3 separate regions of the Sus scrofa genome follow, and regions 2 and 3 are each linked to region 1. The links are chromatin contacts, called in public Hi-C and HiChIP or PLAC-seq maps. All regions are on one chromosome and are shown on one strand. Each heading gives the region's core, a stretch centred on a gene start, on an enhancer-like site or on the middle of the called end of the contact. The rest is flanking DNA. Distances are from core to core; before and after follow the strand shown. Region 1 holds the start of PA2G4 (proliferation-associated protein 2G4). Region 2 holds the start of SPRYD4 (SPRY domain-containing protein 4). Region 3 holds the start of GDF11 (growth differentiation factor 11).

Region 1 (4,826 bases), core at 2,113-4,612:
TCATCACTGTGAGGCAGCCCAGGTTCCATCCCTGGTCTGGGAACTGAGATCCCACATCAGACCTCTGCACGCCTCAGCATGCCCCCCCCCAAAAAAAAAGGGTATGGAGAAGCTGGGTGGCAGAGTGTCTTAGGATTGATACGGGAGTGTGGGAGGGAGACTTTAGCAAACTTTGAGGTTTAATCAGTGTCCTACAGAACAGAAGCTACTGAACAACCCAGTCTCCTAAACAAATCTCTCTTCTTCCCTTGACTCTGTGTAAATCTCCTCCTTAGGAGCCTGCAGTTTGTAGGGGTAGTGAACGGTGCCCCCGTCCAGCCTCTCTGCACCCAGTGCCACGGGGACGCCTGACATCAGAGTCATCGGAGGGCCACGTGACAGGCTCTGAAGCTGAGCTCCAGGAGAAGGTATCGATGTGTAGAAGCCGGAGCCGGAGCCCTCGGCCACGAGGAGACAGTGCCTACCATTCCCAGCGCCACAGCCTGCTCACTCCTGTCACCCCACAGTCCCCACCAGGGTTAGAGGAAGAGGATGTCAATGGTTATGTCATGCCAGACGCACACCTCAAAGGTGCCTGACTCCCTAGTCGCTTCCTCAAATCTTTCTCTACTCCTCCTTCTGCAGGCTCCCCTTAATCCTTTTGTCTTCGTTCATCATATCCCTCCCTATTCATTTTTTTCCTAACCGCCCCCAACCCCATTGCCTCTTTCCATGGAGTTCTCCACATACTTAGCTGCTCTTCTCAACCCCCCAGGTACCTCCTCCCGGGAAGGCACCCTTTCTTCAGTCGGTCTCAGTTCTGTCCTGGGGACCGAGGAAGAAGAAGAAGATGAGGAGTATGAATACATGAACCGGAGGAGAAGGTGCAGTCCAGCTCGTCCCCCAAGGCCAAGTTCCCTCGAGGAGCTGGGTTATGAGTACATGGATGTGGGATCAGACCTCAGTGCTTCCCTGGGCAGCACACAGAGTTGCCCACTCAACCCTGTGCCCACCATGCCCAATGCCAGCACAACTCCAGATGAGGACTATGAATATATGAATCGGCGACGTGGTGGAGGGGGTCCTGGGGGGGATTATGCAGCCATGGAGGCCTGCCCAGCAGCTGAGCAAGGGTATGAAGAAATGAGAGCTTTCCAGGGGCCTGGACACCATGGCCCTCAGGTCCATTATGCCCGCCTCAAAACTCTACGTAGTTTAGAAGCCACTGACTCCGCCTTTGATAACCCGGATTACTGGCATAGCAGGCTTTTCCCCAAGGCTAATGCCCAGAGAACATAACCTCTGCTTCCTGAATACCTCAGGGAGCATTTGATGGCAGCTAGTGCCTCTAGAGGGTACCCCTCTTCTCTTTAGCCCCTCTCCCTCACAGGTCTCAGCGCCATTTCCCTAGTCCCAGACAATTCCATTCAAACTTTGGAGGCCTTAAACGTGTTGACACAACGTTCTTGTGGTATATAGCCAGCTGTGCACTTTCTTCTCTTTCCCAATCCCAGGAAAGGAGATAGTTTTCCTTATTTTGTGCTCTTTCCCAATCCTATTCCTCAACTTTCTCAGGGGAACTCCCTGGAGATATGAAGGATTCCTCCCCATATCCCTTTCTCTCAGACTCTGACTTGTTGAGACTAGGCTTTAAAGTGTGACTTTGTTTCCCAGCAGACTTTTAAGGAAGAGGAAAGGAGGGAAAATGGCAGGAGAAAGTGAGATTTTTGGCTTATGATTCTTAACCCCCTAGAAAGAATGAGATGCTTAAAAATCTTGTGAAGAAAGAGGTTGGGAGTATATAGTAATGATTACTGTTCATTGAACGTTGACTGTGTGCCAAGTATCATCTAAACTTACCCATCTCACTTAATCCTTGACACCAATTCTGTGAGCTAGGCATTATCCCATTTTACAAATAAGGAAACTGAGCCTTAAGGAGATTAAGTAAATCAAGTAGCAGGTCCAGGATTCAAAATTTTCCAATGCACCATGCTCTTAGTGTAAGGTGTCAAAGAAAACTGATGAAAGTCAGAGCACTAGTAAGAGGTATTGTCTTCTTGTGTTTGCACTGAATCAAGTCTAACCCCAATATCCACAGCCTCCTCCTACACCTGGACTGCTCATCTCAGCAAGTGGGAGTAAGGGGGTGGACAGAAGGAAAAATAACTGGACATCTCTGTGTAAACCGTAATCTTCGTGTGCTACATATGATATCTGCCTAAGGGACAGACTCAGACGGTCCCCAGAGCCATTTTTTAGGAGCAGTTCTCATTCAGTAGTGGGAAGCTTCCAGTGGAGATGAAAAAGAGGACCCGGCTTCAGACCTCAGTTCCTTTGAATGGGAAACTGGGAGTATCTGTTTTTATCCCTCAAGTTTTTGTTTTGTTTTTATACATGTCTGAATAAAGATGCCAAGGTTTTGCAGCTTCTTGTCTAACGACAAACTTTAGTGAGTGGACAGATCAGCCCTTTTCTCCGTTCCACAGCAGAGAATGGCTACCATGGCATGCTTCCTTCTCTGTCTCCCCACAGTCCTACTTGGCCCCCTGTAGCTTTCTCCAGCCCCACTTTCCTTATAGTCTCTTTAGACAAGCAAAGGGTACAGTCCTTTTCATTTAAGCGTTTTACTAGGAATCTGTATAGGGCAACCGACTAACTGGGAGTAACAAAACAACCAAACAAAACACGTTTGGGGCAGTTAGAAAAGGCCCCAAGAGGTAGAATACTGAAACTCTCAAACGTTTCACAACTTTAAAAAAAAGTGTCCGTCTTAGGTGCCATCAAAGCCTGTTGTTGGAACAATAGTGCCATCTTCAGAGGGAGCCGGCCTCTAGACTTGGAAGGCTGTACATGGATAATCCCACAGAAATCTGGTGCCCAGTTAGTCCCTGCTCCACGCACTCCGGGTCTCCTTCCACACTCGCTCTGCCCCTCCCAGCACCTGAGGACGATCGGACTGGCCAGGCCGGTCCGCCTGCCGCTCCAGGGATCCGAGGAAGGGCGTACCCAGCCTCCCCGCCCTTGATACAATCACCCCCACTCGTCTCTGCTCCACCCTGCCCCGCAGCCTCCAAACCCACGTCCCCGCCGTAGCTCCGCCCCCTTCTCCCTTAGCCCGCCTCCCTCTATTACGGGTTCTCGCTCAGCGCTCCTGGTGGATATGGTTTTTCCGGGAGAGACCACGCTTCCCCTCATGCTCTCCAACGGCTCCGCCTTCCCGCCGGAGCCTGACCCTTCCCAGCGTGCTTGGCGATTCCGGCGTGCGAGGCCCTCGGAGGGCAAGGCCCCAGGGCCTGGCTTAGGGGCGCGAAAGGCAGGCTGGGAATTGTAGTTCGCGAGTCCGCGAGGGCAGCTAGAGGCTGGCGGCGGGAGGGACTCGTTGTCCCAGCATGCCCTGCGCATCAGCCCGCGCGCTCGCAGTTTCTCGCTCTCGCCCGCCCGCTCCCTAGCTTGCTCGCGCTTTTGCTCGCGCTCTCCTCGCGGATCGAAGGGGCTCTGGCCACAGCCTGTGGTTGGGAAGGGCGACAGAGGCAGCGGCTCAGGAGAAACGAGGCTGCGGTGGTGGTGGTGGGAAGATGTCGGGCGAGGACGAGCAACAGGAGCAGACTATCGCCGAGGACCTGGTCGTGACCAAGTATAAGATGGGGGGCGACATCGCCAACCGTGAGTGCGGCCTCGGGGGTCCGGAGATCGAGGCTGGGAGGGAGAGGCAAGGGGGACGGTGCTTGACGAGCCGGTGAGGGGCTGGAGCGGTGGGGTCATGCAGAGTGGGCTAGTGAGGGCCCCCCGCGGGTCTGCTGGGTTTGGCGTGGTGGGAAGGCTCGTTATCGCGTTTGGGACCTGAGCGGCTAGGCCTGGGCTGGAGTCTGTGAAGATGCAGGCGGGTGGCAGGGAAGAGCGCAGAGCGGGGCCCCGGCTGGCTCCGACCCTAGGCCCTTGGTAAGGAGGCAGGGCGTATGTCCTGCTCTTCATCCTTCTGTCTGGATCTCTGCCTCTGATTTTGGCAGCAGGGAGGCCACCTCGGAAACGAAACGCTCCTCTATTTTGTCGCTGCTCCCCGCCGTCAGGAGCCTAGCCGGCACGTGTTGCCGGGTCCCCAGCGGATCGCCGGCTCCCTTCCTCCGCTACAGTCCCTGACACTAGCTTCCCTACCACGTGCTTTGCTGTAGTCTTTCGTTCTTTACTTCAGCTCCCTCCCTGGAGGGGGCCGCCTTCTACTCTTGGGCCAGCTCAGGGACCGTTGGAGGGTACCCCTGGAGAACCCCTAACATAACTCTTGGAGACGTATCTGGTTGTTCTTGAAGTTATCATCTCCAATCTGCGCAGATAGCTTTAGTTAGTTGTCAAATTTGATTGCTCTCAGGGGTTTGACAGCTCTAGGAGTGTTTTGAGGTTCTTTTCACCCCAACCAGGCAAACCTGTGTAGAGCACTGGTAAAGGGGAGACTGACTTTATAGGATCTCGGAAGTTATCCTTATGGGGGCTCGCTCAGACTTCTCAGCAGCTGCCTGCCACTCTAGGCAGATGTCTCACTTTCTCTTTTCTCTCTTTGCGATTTAAAACCCAGTTAGGGGACAGAAGATGCTTGTCTTTGGGCTTTTAAATGGTTTTGACAGTAAAGATAGGTATTTAGGATGCCTTTGATCCTATGGCTAAAAACCTGAGTTTTTCAAACTTCCAAAAAATCCCCAAAACTTGGATCACAAAAATCAAACCTATAGTTCACTTTGGGCCTTGGAGAGGATATCCAGTGAACAGAACAATGCTTTATAACATAATGGACATTTAGTGGTTTGAAAACAGAAAAACTTTTTTTTCCTCTTGCAGTTTATAACTTCTGAGGC
Region 2 (4,355 bases), core at 967-3,466, 310 kb after region 1:
AAAGAAAAGAAAAGAAATATGGGGTAGAGATTTTGAGAGTTCTTTTCCAATAGATGATAGTGGACTCCACCAGTGTGGATGAGATACTCTAGAGAAAATGTGTCTATTTGGGAAGAGGACATTAGCTGAGGTCTTGAGCAAACTGGGGCTCCCCCACCTGCTTTACCTCCCCCCCTTTTCTTTTCTTTTATGGCGGCACATGTGGCATAAGGAAGTCCCCAGGCTAGGGGTCAAATCAGAGCTGCAGCTGCAGGCCTATGCCATAGCCACAGCAATAACAGAACTGAGCTAAATCTGCAACCTATGCCACAGCTTGAGTTAATGCTGGATCCTTAACTCATTGAGCTGGACTAGGGCTCAAACCCACATCCTTGTGCATACTAGTCTGATTTATTTTTTTATTTTTTATTTTTTTAAGGCTACACCTTCAGCACATGGAAGTCTGTTGCTGGCCTACACCACAGCCACAGCAACTCGGGATCTGAGCTGCGTCTTCGACCTACACTACAGCTCACAGCAACACTGGAAACTTAACCCACTGGACGAGGCAAGGGATTGAACCGGAGTACTCACAGATACCAGTAGGGTTTGTTAACCACTGAGCCACAATAGGGACTCCACTAGTCTGATCCCTAACTTACTGAGCCACAATGGGAACTCCTGCTTAACCATTTTTGCTTTGCAAACTATAGCTATGGTTTCTGGGAAGTCTCTCTCCAACACACCCTCATATGTTAGAGTAATGTATTCTCCTTTGCCTGTATCGCATCAGATTGCAGCTGCCAATATTCTCATCTATCTCTCCACTAGATTGCAGACCTTTGAAAGAGGGACTCTGGTGAGAAAGACGATGGTAGGCAGCAGTCCTATCATGTAAAGCTTTATGACAATGCCAGCAAATTTGGTGCAGATACATTGAAAGATTTTAGTTAGAGGAGTGCATCATCAGATTTGTGACATAAAATCACTCTGTAGTGTGGACATTGGATTAAAGCAGTCGGATGGAAACTGGAGACCAGTTTATAAGCTACTACATTCATTCATTTATTTAGCTTTATTTTTGGCCGCACCATAGCATATGGAAGTTCCTTGGAGGAGGGATCTGCAGCAGGGACCTGGGCCACAGAGACAATCCATATCCTTAACCACTGCACAACATCAGGAACTCCCAGGTTACATTTAAAACAAAAAAGCCCCAATTCATATCAAGGATAACAGTGGCCTGAGCAAGGGACATATCCACAGCATGGGTGGTTGTAATGCTAAAGCAGGGAAATTTTATTGGGCTGGCCAGCAGAATGTTGAGATCTTGAGGAAACTGGGGCTCTCCCACCTGAAGTGAACAGTCTGAAACGCAGGGATGTAGAATATCAAGAAAATAAAAATGTTAAAAATGTAGGCCCGCCATAATCACCCATCTCCTAAGTTCCATTCTGAACCAAAATAGTGATATTTCTCTGTTGTTAAACCTTCCATTGCCAGCGCTGAAAACACAAAACCAACATTTATAGTACTCAGTATTTATTAGTACAACCACTTACCCAGTGGTTGCTATTTGTCAAGATGTATCCTAGATTGTTCTCTGGTTTAATTTTTACTAGGGCCTGACGGCTAGACATTTTTCTGTTCTACAAGTGAAACCATTAAGGCTTAGAGAAGTTAACTGATTTGCCCAAAGCCAAACAGAGGAGCCGGGTTCGAATCCAATTATTGCTTAATTCTTTTTTGTTGTTGTTGTTGTCTTTTTGCCATTTCTTGGGCCGCTCCCCGCGGCATATGGAGGTTCCCAGGCTAGGGGTCGAATCGGAGCTGTAGCTGCCAGCCTACGCCAGAGCCACAGCAACGCGGGATCCGAGCCGCGTCTGCGACCTACACCACAGCTCACGGCAACGCTGGATCGTCGACCCACTGAGCAAGGGCAGGGACCGAACCCTCAACTGAATGGTTCCTAGTCGGATTCGTTAACCACTGAGCCACGACGGGAACTCCTAATTACTGTTTAATTCTAAGATCTGTACGTCTAGCCATTTTGCTACATCCTTTTTCTAAAGATCCTATTTAGTTAAAACGTGAGCAGCTTTCCTCTCTGCAGAAAAACTTTATAAATTGGACCAAGCACGGGTGAAACCAAACAGAACTCACTAAAATGGCGGCTCCCTGCCAGGCGCTGGCTCCCCTACGTCATCACACCGCGCGACGCCCCTTGCGCGCAACGTGTGATGGGAACCCGCGGGAGGAAAGCAGGGTCTCAGATGGGGGGCGTGTCCTCTTCATCCGGAGCGCAAGATGGCGCTGCCCTTTGCACGTCCACTGTGCCTGTGCCGCTGGGGAGCCAAAAGGTTAGGGATTGCTGCCGCGGAAACCCGCAGAGGTAGGATTACCCCCTTTTATTCTCTTTCACTTCCAAGGTAGTTTCGGTCTGTTATTCTTAGAGCCTGCTCAGAGAAACAACTCCAGTCCCTTCGATTCGTTTCCCCTCCCCCATCTGCGTTGGTCTTGAGATTCCAAACTTGGGACCTTCTCTGGTTTCCTTAAATTCTAGGGCTTTCCCAGTCCAAGCTTTTCGGCTTCTTGGGCTATCCATACTAAAGTGCCCCCACTGTCGTTCTCGCTTGAAATTCTGATTCACGTTTCCTGGTAATCTCATGACTGTCTGCTTCAGATCAGAATATGTGTATGTCGCTAGCTCTAGAGTTCTAGCTCACCTCATTATCCCGTTTCTCTTCTCTGCCCGGCAGGCGTCAGTTTCAAACTGGAAGAAAAGACAGCCCACAGCAGCTTGGCCCTCTTCAAAAGTGACACAGGTGTCAAATATGGCATGGTGGGATTGGAGCCCACAAAATTGGCCCTGAATGTGGAGCGCTTCCGGGAGTGGGCAGTGGTGTTGGCAGACACAGCGATCACCAGTGGCAGACACTACTGGGAGGTGACAGTGAAGCGCTCACAGCAATTCCGGATAGGAGTGGCAGATGTGGACATGTCCCGGGATAGCTGCATCGGTGTTGACGACCGTTCCTGGGTGTTCACCTATGCCCAGCGCAAGTGGCACACCATGTTGGCCAACGAGAAGGCCCCTATTGAGGGCATTGGGCAGCCAGAGAAGGTGGGGCTGCTGCTGGAGTATGAGGCCCAGAAGCTGAGCCTGGTGGATGTGAACCGGGTTGCTGTGGTCCATACACTACAGACAGATTTCCGGGGTCCAGTGGTGCCTGCCTTTGCCCTTTGGGATGGAGAACTGCTGACTCACTCAGGGCTTGAGGTACCAGAAGGCCTCTAATATGTCCATCACTGAAGTCCCTAATCATGCTCTTGGCCAGCCTCCTGCTCAAAAAGTGTCCGAAACCTTTTAATTGTGGCCCAAGCAAGTACCAGCTCCCACCTGTCACTAGTTCAGTGACAGGTCCTCTGTGCAATATCTCAGTCGTCTTTGTTTCCCGTCCTGTGAAAGGTAGGCATACAGCCAGCCACCCTCTCCCCTCCCCCAAACTACTGCCAATTTCCTAGGCTACCATGAATGTACTTTCTCAGACTGTATTCAGTCCTGGAGTCTTACCTTTCAGCTTTGTTAGAATTTATTCATCACTGTGCTACCTCTTCCTCCCTTTGCCCACACATAACTTGTTTTGGGGGCTCTACGGAATCTCTCCAGAGTAAATCCTTTCTACCTCTGGCTGAAGGAGTGGTGCAGTCAATGACTTGGCCCTTTCTGTACAGTACACAGAGTCTGGGCTCTGGCTCCCTCAGAAAGTGCTTTACAGACTGTGTCAGAATGTTAACAGCCTTCCTTTCTATATCTCAATGTTACAGACTCTCAGCCCCACACAGCTGTAGCTCTTCTCACCCCGAGTCCATCTGCCTTAATTTGTAAACCTCTAACGCCTGGTCAGTCTTGTAGTCATTGGGCCAGTTAAAATCATGACTGGGGGGAAGAGACACTTGGGGGATGCTGAGGGGATTAGTGCTAGAAACTTTATTCTTGAGAAGTTCTGTCTTCATTTCTGCTATAGTTGTAACTTCCAGAGGGAGGAGGGAGGCCTGAGGTCTTGCACAGTCCATTTTGGGGCCTGCCCAGACCCAAGCATTTACTTGGCAGCAGAATACACTTAACCTAAAGCAGTATTTGGGATTGAGGAAAACTTTGTGGGGTGAGTATGTATGTAAAATATGTATTGTTGGGCTTTTTCTGACCCTGTGGTTCCATCTTATTCTACCTTTATGATGGTGATGCAGCTGGATGCCCCTAGGAGAGAAAGAGAAGGACTGGGTCTAGCAAAAATGATTTGTGTAATTAAAGTTTATTTGAGCACAAAATACTTTCTCTGTCTATAAAATTGCTCTTAGTGGTAGCAGCAGCA
Region 3 (4,873 bases), core at 1,235-3,734, 300 kb before region 1:
TAAAGATAATCACTGCTCTGGGAGCTCATAAAGGAAAGAAAAATCATCATGAAAAAGGAGCCTGTGAAAGCCACTTTTGACAAATTCCCATTGTGTTGCAGTGGTAATGAATCCCACTAGTGTCCGTGAGGAAGATGCAGGTTCGTCCCCTAGCCTCCCTCAGTGGGTTAAGGATCCAGCACCTCTGTGAGCTGTAGTGTAGATCGCAGATGCAGCTCAGATCCTGAGTTATTGCGGCTGTGGCATAGGCCAGGCGGCTGCAGGTCCGATTCAGTCTCTAGCCTGGGAACTTCCATATGCCACAGGTGTGGCCCTAAAACAGAAGCCACTGTTGATTGATTGCTATGCAACCCTCACAACCAGTTGAGGGTAGGCAGTGTGAGTGTATGTCATAGATGAAGAAACTTGATGAAATGTTGAGGTGCTTGTGTCTTGGAGAAACTAGCTGTCTAAGTTTTTGGTTTTGTCTGTTTTCTTCCATTCTGCTGGGTCTTACTTCCCGTCCTCCATGGAACAGATCATCTCTTCAAAGCTCCCCAGCTTGGCCCTCCTCATCCCTATCCAACCTTCCTCCTTCATACCTGCATCCCCAGTTCCTTCCCTCATTCCACTCCAACTCCCCAGCCCAACTCAGTCCTTACAACCCAGGGTTCCGTCTAATCCAAAGAGGAAACCAGTGTTCCGCTCTTCTGCCTGAGAAGCCCAAGGCATTTCTTTCATCAGATCTGATCCCTAGCCAGGGGAACTCCATATGCCGCAAGTAGCCAAAAAAGAGAAAGAAAGAAAGAAAGAAAGAAAGAAAGAAAGAAAGAAAGAAAGAAAGAAAGAAAGAAAGAAAGAAAGAAAGAAAGAAAGAAAGAAAGAAAGAAAGAAAGAAAGAAAGAAAGAAAGAAAGAAAGGAGGAAATCAGCCCAGAGAAACTGAAATCTGGGAAGAGGTATCCAAAACCAGAAGTTAAGCACTTCAGGAGCGTTTTAGTGCTGTGGCCCCCTTCTGCTCGGCTGTACCCAGTGTTACATCTGAAGGCTAGAGCTAGCGCACATCTGGGTTTCTCCCCTTGCAATTTGCTATTTCCAACTAAAGCGTCTGAAGGCAGCCCTCTGTCTCATCCTCACCCCTACAACTACAAGCCCCTTCTCAGTCTTCTAAGACCCTGCGAATCCAAAGTACAGCTATGAATCCAGAGGTCCAGATTCCTCTGCAAGCACAATGGTCTCCAGCAGCCCTACTTCCTCCGGCTGTTTCCCCAGTGCTCCCAGATTCGTGCCTTTTCCAGCCTTCTGACTCCCTTATTCCCTTTCAAGCCTCAATTTCAAGTTCACACTCTTCCCAGTGCTGAGTCTTGCTCTTGGGCTCCCCACCACCTCTCCACCTTCTCAGACTGACCCCTGGCCTCTTCTCCTTGTCTCTCTTGCTAGCCCACGTGTCCAATCCATCCATCTCATGCTTCCCGATGCCCCTGCTGAGCCTGATGCTGCCCCTCCATCTTCCAGACCCCTTCATCTTCCTTGGGCTGCTTCTGGTAGCTGGGGCTCCTTTGGGCTCAAATTCTCCACCTCCTCCCCCTCTTGGGTTCTCACTGTTCCCACCAAGGCTGACTCTCATCACTGAGCTGCCTCTCCTTCCTTCAGGAGTCTCCATCTGCCTATGTCGGCCTGAACCTGATCCTGGGTCTGCCCCTGGGGCTCCCTTGGTACCTCCCAGGCTCTGTTGGAACATTTCTCTCCTCTCTCATCCCCCGGGTTCTGGGCTCAGTTCTTCAGCCCCTCTTCCCAACTCCATGTACCCCTGACCTCCTGTGGTCTGGATCTGCAGACCTCTAGCTCTCCAGCTGTCTAGCTATCACTCTCTCCTCCCTCTGCTCTCCGACTCCCCTCTCTCCTTCACTAGTGATGCCATCACTTTCCTCCTCTATCTCTGTCTCTCTGCTTAAGTCTCTTCTGTCTGTGTCTCCCCCCCAACTCTTATCCTCCCCTTTGTTTCTCTCTCTCTCCTCTTCCTCCCCCTCTTTCTATTTCTGCGCCTCTCCTCTGTGTCTTCCCCCTTTATCTCTGTCTCCGATTCTGACTTTCTCCATCTCTCCCTTCCTCTTCCCCACCCCTATATCTCTGTCTCTCCATCTCTCTGGGCCCTTGCTCCCTCCCTCTCTCTCTTTTCCTCGGCTCTCTCCGGCTCCCTCTCTCGCCTCGGATGACAGCGCTGCCTCTTTTGTTGGCTCCGCAGCCAATCGCGGCCGCTGACGACACGGGGGCCGGGGCTATAAAGGGCCTGGCCCGGGCTCGGGCCCCCCCAGCCGCCCGCCCCGGCCGCCCGCCCGCCCCGCCCGCGCGCCCGCCGCCCCCGGCCCCCCGGCCCCCCTCGGCCGGGCAGCCCCCAATCCCGCGCCGCCCGGACCCCCTCCTCCTCCCTCCCTCCTCCCTCCGCCCCCTCCCCTCGGGACTCCGGCGTCCCCGCCCCCCAGTCCTCCCTCCCCTCCCCTCCAGCATGGTGCTCGCGGCCCCGCTGCTGCTGGGCTTCCTGCTCCTCGCCCTGGAGCTGCGGCCCCGGGGGGAGGCGGCCGAGGGCCCCGCGGCGGCGGCGGCGGCGGCGGCGGCGGCGGGGGCCGGGGGGGAGCGCTCGAGCCGGCCGGCCGCGTCCGTGGCGCCCGAGCCCGACGGCTGCCCCGTGTGCTTGTGGCGGCAGCATAGCCGTGAGCTGCGCCTGGAGAGCATCAAGTCGCAGATCTTGAGCAAACTGCGGCTCAAGGAGGCGCCCAACATCAGCCGCGAGGTGGTGAAGCAGCTGCTTCCCAAGGCGCCTCCGCTGCAGCAGATCCTGGACCTGCACGACTTCCAGGGCGACGCGCTGCAGCCCGAGGACTTCCTGGAGGAGGACGAGTACCACGCCACCACCGAGACTGTCATTAGCATGGCCCAGGAGAGTAAGTGGACCGCGGGGCAAGAGCGGTGGGGTGCTGGCTCCCGCTCCCGCTCCGGGAAAGTGAGCGCCTGCCGCTCGAAGCGGGGCGTTCCGGGTTACTCCGGCCGGAAAGCCTTTTCTGAGAAAACTTGACGGATTGGGGGCCGGGGGGCTGTTCCACAAGTTTTTCGAGCTGTAGAGATGGGCTGCGGAGTTCTGTGCACTTTTGGTCCCCGGAGGTGAGGGGGCAAAAGGAAAGCGTTGCGAGATAGCACCTCCGAGCCGGGATGTGCGAAAAAGATCCCGGCTTGGGGGGATACTGGGAAAGCCGGGGTCCGCCTGTAGGGGAAGGGGCAGAAACTCGATGCCGAAAGGCCGTGGTAGAGAGGCTGAAAAATAGAATCGGAGGCTTCGGGACCCAGGCAGTCCCAGCCAGGCTGCGGTGCTCTCCGCCTCCCAGTGGCACCAACTCTCCACCTCTACCACCTTGGGCTTTGCAACGCGCCCCCCGGGCTGCGAAGAACCGAGAGCTCCTCTCCTAATCCTAGGAAAGAGATACCAGAGCCCTGTATCTCTCCCGGCAGCCCTGGCACCCATTCCACCTGGGACCCTTCGGTCTCTCAAGGGGCGGGTGAAAGCTGTGCCTTCTCGGTACTGACCGAGCTCAGAGAACTCAACTTCATTGCACTGGGGCTAAGGGCACCCGTTGGGCAGCTCAGACCTCTATGTTGGTTGTATTCCATATTCACTTGCCCCAACCCTCAATGAGACTTGAGGAGAGGGAGAAAGACCTAGCAAGAAAAAGAAAGAAATAGATGGGAGGGAGGGGGGAACCCAGGAGTCCTAGCCCCTGGCCAAACGGAAGATGAACATGTTAATAGACTTGAGCTGCTTTGAAATTTTATGGCCTGGAAAATCCAGGCCAACACTGCCCCCCCCCAACTCCTAGCTCTCCCTAAGATCAGATGACTCCCTTTTCCCCTCCCCCACTGAAGTCTTCCCCCCACCACCTCCAACAACCAGGGAACCAGGCCCTCTCTTATTCCCCAGTGGTTTGGCAAAGCCAAACCCCCCCACCCCAACTGTTTGGTTTTATGGCTCTGAAGAGAAGAGGGGGAGACTGGTTTATTGGCAGATGGGTCATAAAAACCCGGGGATGAGGGGAGTCCTAGTGGCCCACCCCCAAGGGAGAGGCTTGGGAACCCAGGTGTGCATGTGGGGGGCTGAGTGCCTCACACTGCCACCAATTTTTCTGCGATCCTAACTCCACAGTACTTGGTCAGGGCTGCAAAGAATAGAACACCAAAGGACTAGGAAATTAACCTGGGGTGGGGGGTGGGAAGGCCTGGGATCTGGTGGTGAGTTCCCCAGTCTCCTTTTGCTTCTTGAGGCTTCTGCCTCATAGAAGCTAGGGTTAGTCTGAGATTGACTGAGGGCAGGGGTCGGAGGTGGGGATTCTAACAAACTTAGAAACCAGAGAGTGGTAGAGGAATTCTGAAGAAGAGTTTGCTGGAAGAAGATGAAGGGTACAGAAGGAAAGGATACTCTGGTCTATGTGGTATATATATAGTGTGTGAGAATTTCCAGAATGAGTGATGGAGCTGTGGACTTTCCCTGCCCATTCTATCCTTAGCATCCCTTAACCAGTTGGCCTGAGCCTGGAATTAGCCCTGGTAATGGGGATGCAGGAAGTAAACAGATGCTGCATGCACAGTTTGGGGACTGCAAGTTACACTAGGGTTGGGGAGGAGGGGGAAGGATCAGCAGGTGGGGTTCTACCCCAGCGTCTACCCTCCTGCTGCCCCAGGACTTAGATAACTAGGGAACTGGGTCTCCAGCCAGGTATTGTACGTCCCCTTTAAGAGCCAAGCTGAGCTCTTAAGAGAGGGAGGGGGAGCCAGGGGAGGGGAGGGAGAGAGGGGAAAAGGAAAAAGAGACTTTTATAGTCTAATCCCCAGGGACCCGCTTTAATAAG

Evidence for each region. A called contact is a pair of places that touch in the nucleus more often than the background predicts. HiChIP or PLAC-seq counts read pairs in DNA pulled down with a chosen protein or histone mark.
Region 2: a contact with region 1 is called in an H3K27ac HiChIP or PLAC-seq map of alveolar macrophages. The contact joins the promoter of SPRYD4 here to the promoter of PA2G4 in region 1. A contact is called at or near these places in 1 of 5 promoter capture datasets (fetal liver), 5 of 47 Hi-C or Micro-C datasets (alveolar macrophages, heart right ventricle, liver and 2 more) and 2 of 2 datasets of contacts at active chromatin or transcription factors (alveolar macrophages and skeletal muscle).
Region 3: a Hi-C map of epiblast stem cells shows a contact between it and region 1, with 2.4 times the contacts expected there. The contact joins the promoter of GDF11 here to the promoter of PA2G4 in region 1. A contact is called at or near these places in 1 of 5 promoter capture datasets (fetal liver), 5 of 47 Hi-C or Micro-C datasets (alveolar macrophages, embryonic fibroblasts, epiblast stem cells and 2 more) and 2 of 2 datasets of contacts at active chromatin or transcription factors (alveolar macrophages and skeletal muscle).

Annotation. Positions count from the first base shown.
Region 1 is chr5:21,492,635-21,497,460 of Sscrofa11.1, forward strand. PA2G4 (proliferation-associated protein 2G4) reads left to right here and starts at 3,363. Exons shown (of 14, transcript XM_013988304.2): 1 at 3,363-3,645. The coding sequence starts at 3,558. It overlaps ERBB3 (receptor tyrosine-protein kinase erbB-3), which reads left to right. Exons shown (of 28, transcript XM_021091799.1): 27 at 276-570; 28 at 755-2,406. The coding sequence ends at 1,278.
Region 2 is chr5:21,802,129-21,806,483 of Sscrofa11.1, forward strand. It overlaps SPRYD4 (SPRY domain-containing protein 4), which reads left to right and starts at 2,217. Exons shown (of 4, transcript XR_002344303.1): 1 at 2,217-2,371; 2 at 2,739-3,448. It overlaps MIP (lens fiber major intrinsic protein), which reads right to left and starts at 2,836. Exons shown (of 6, transcript XM_021092895.1): 1 at 2,706-2,836. It overlaps GLS2 (glutaminase liver isoform, mitochondrial), which reads right to left. Exons shown (of 18, transcript XM_003481629.4): 18 at 4,277-4,355.
Region 3 is chr5:21,188,904-21,193,776 of Sscrofa11.1, forward strand. GDF11 (growth differentiation factor 11) reads left to right here and starts at 2,485. Exons shown (of 3, transcript NM_001244310.1): 1 at 2,485-2,920. The coding sequence starts at 2,485.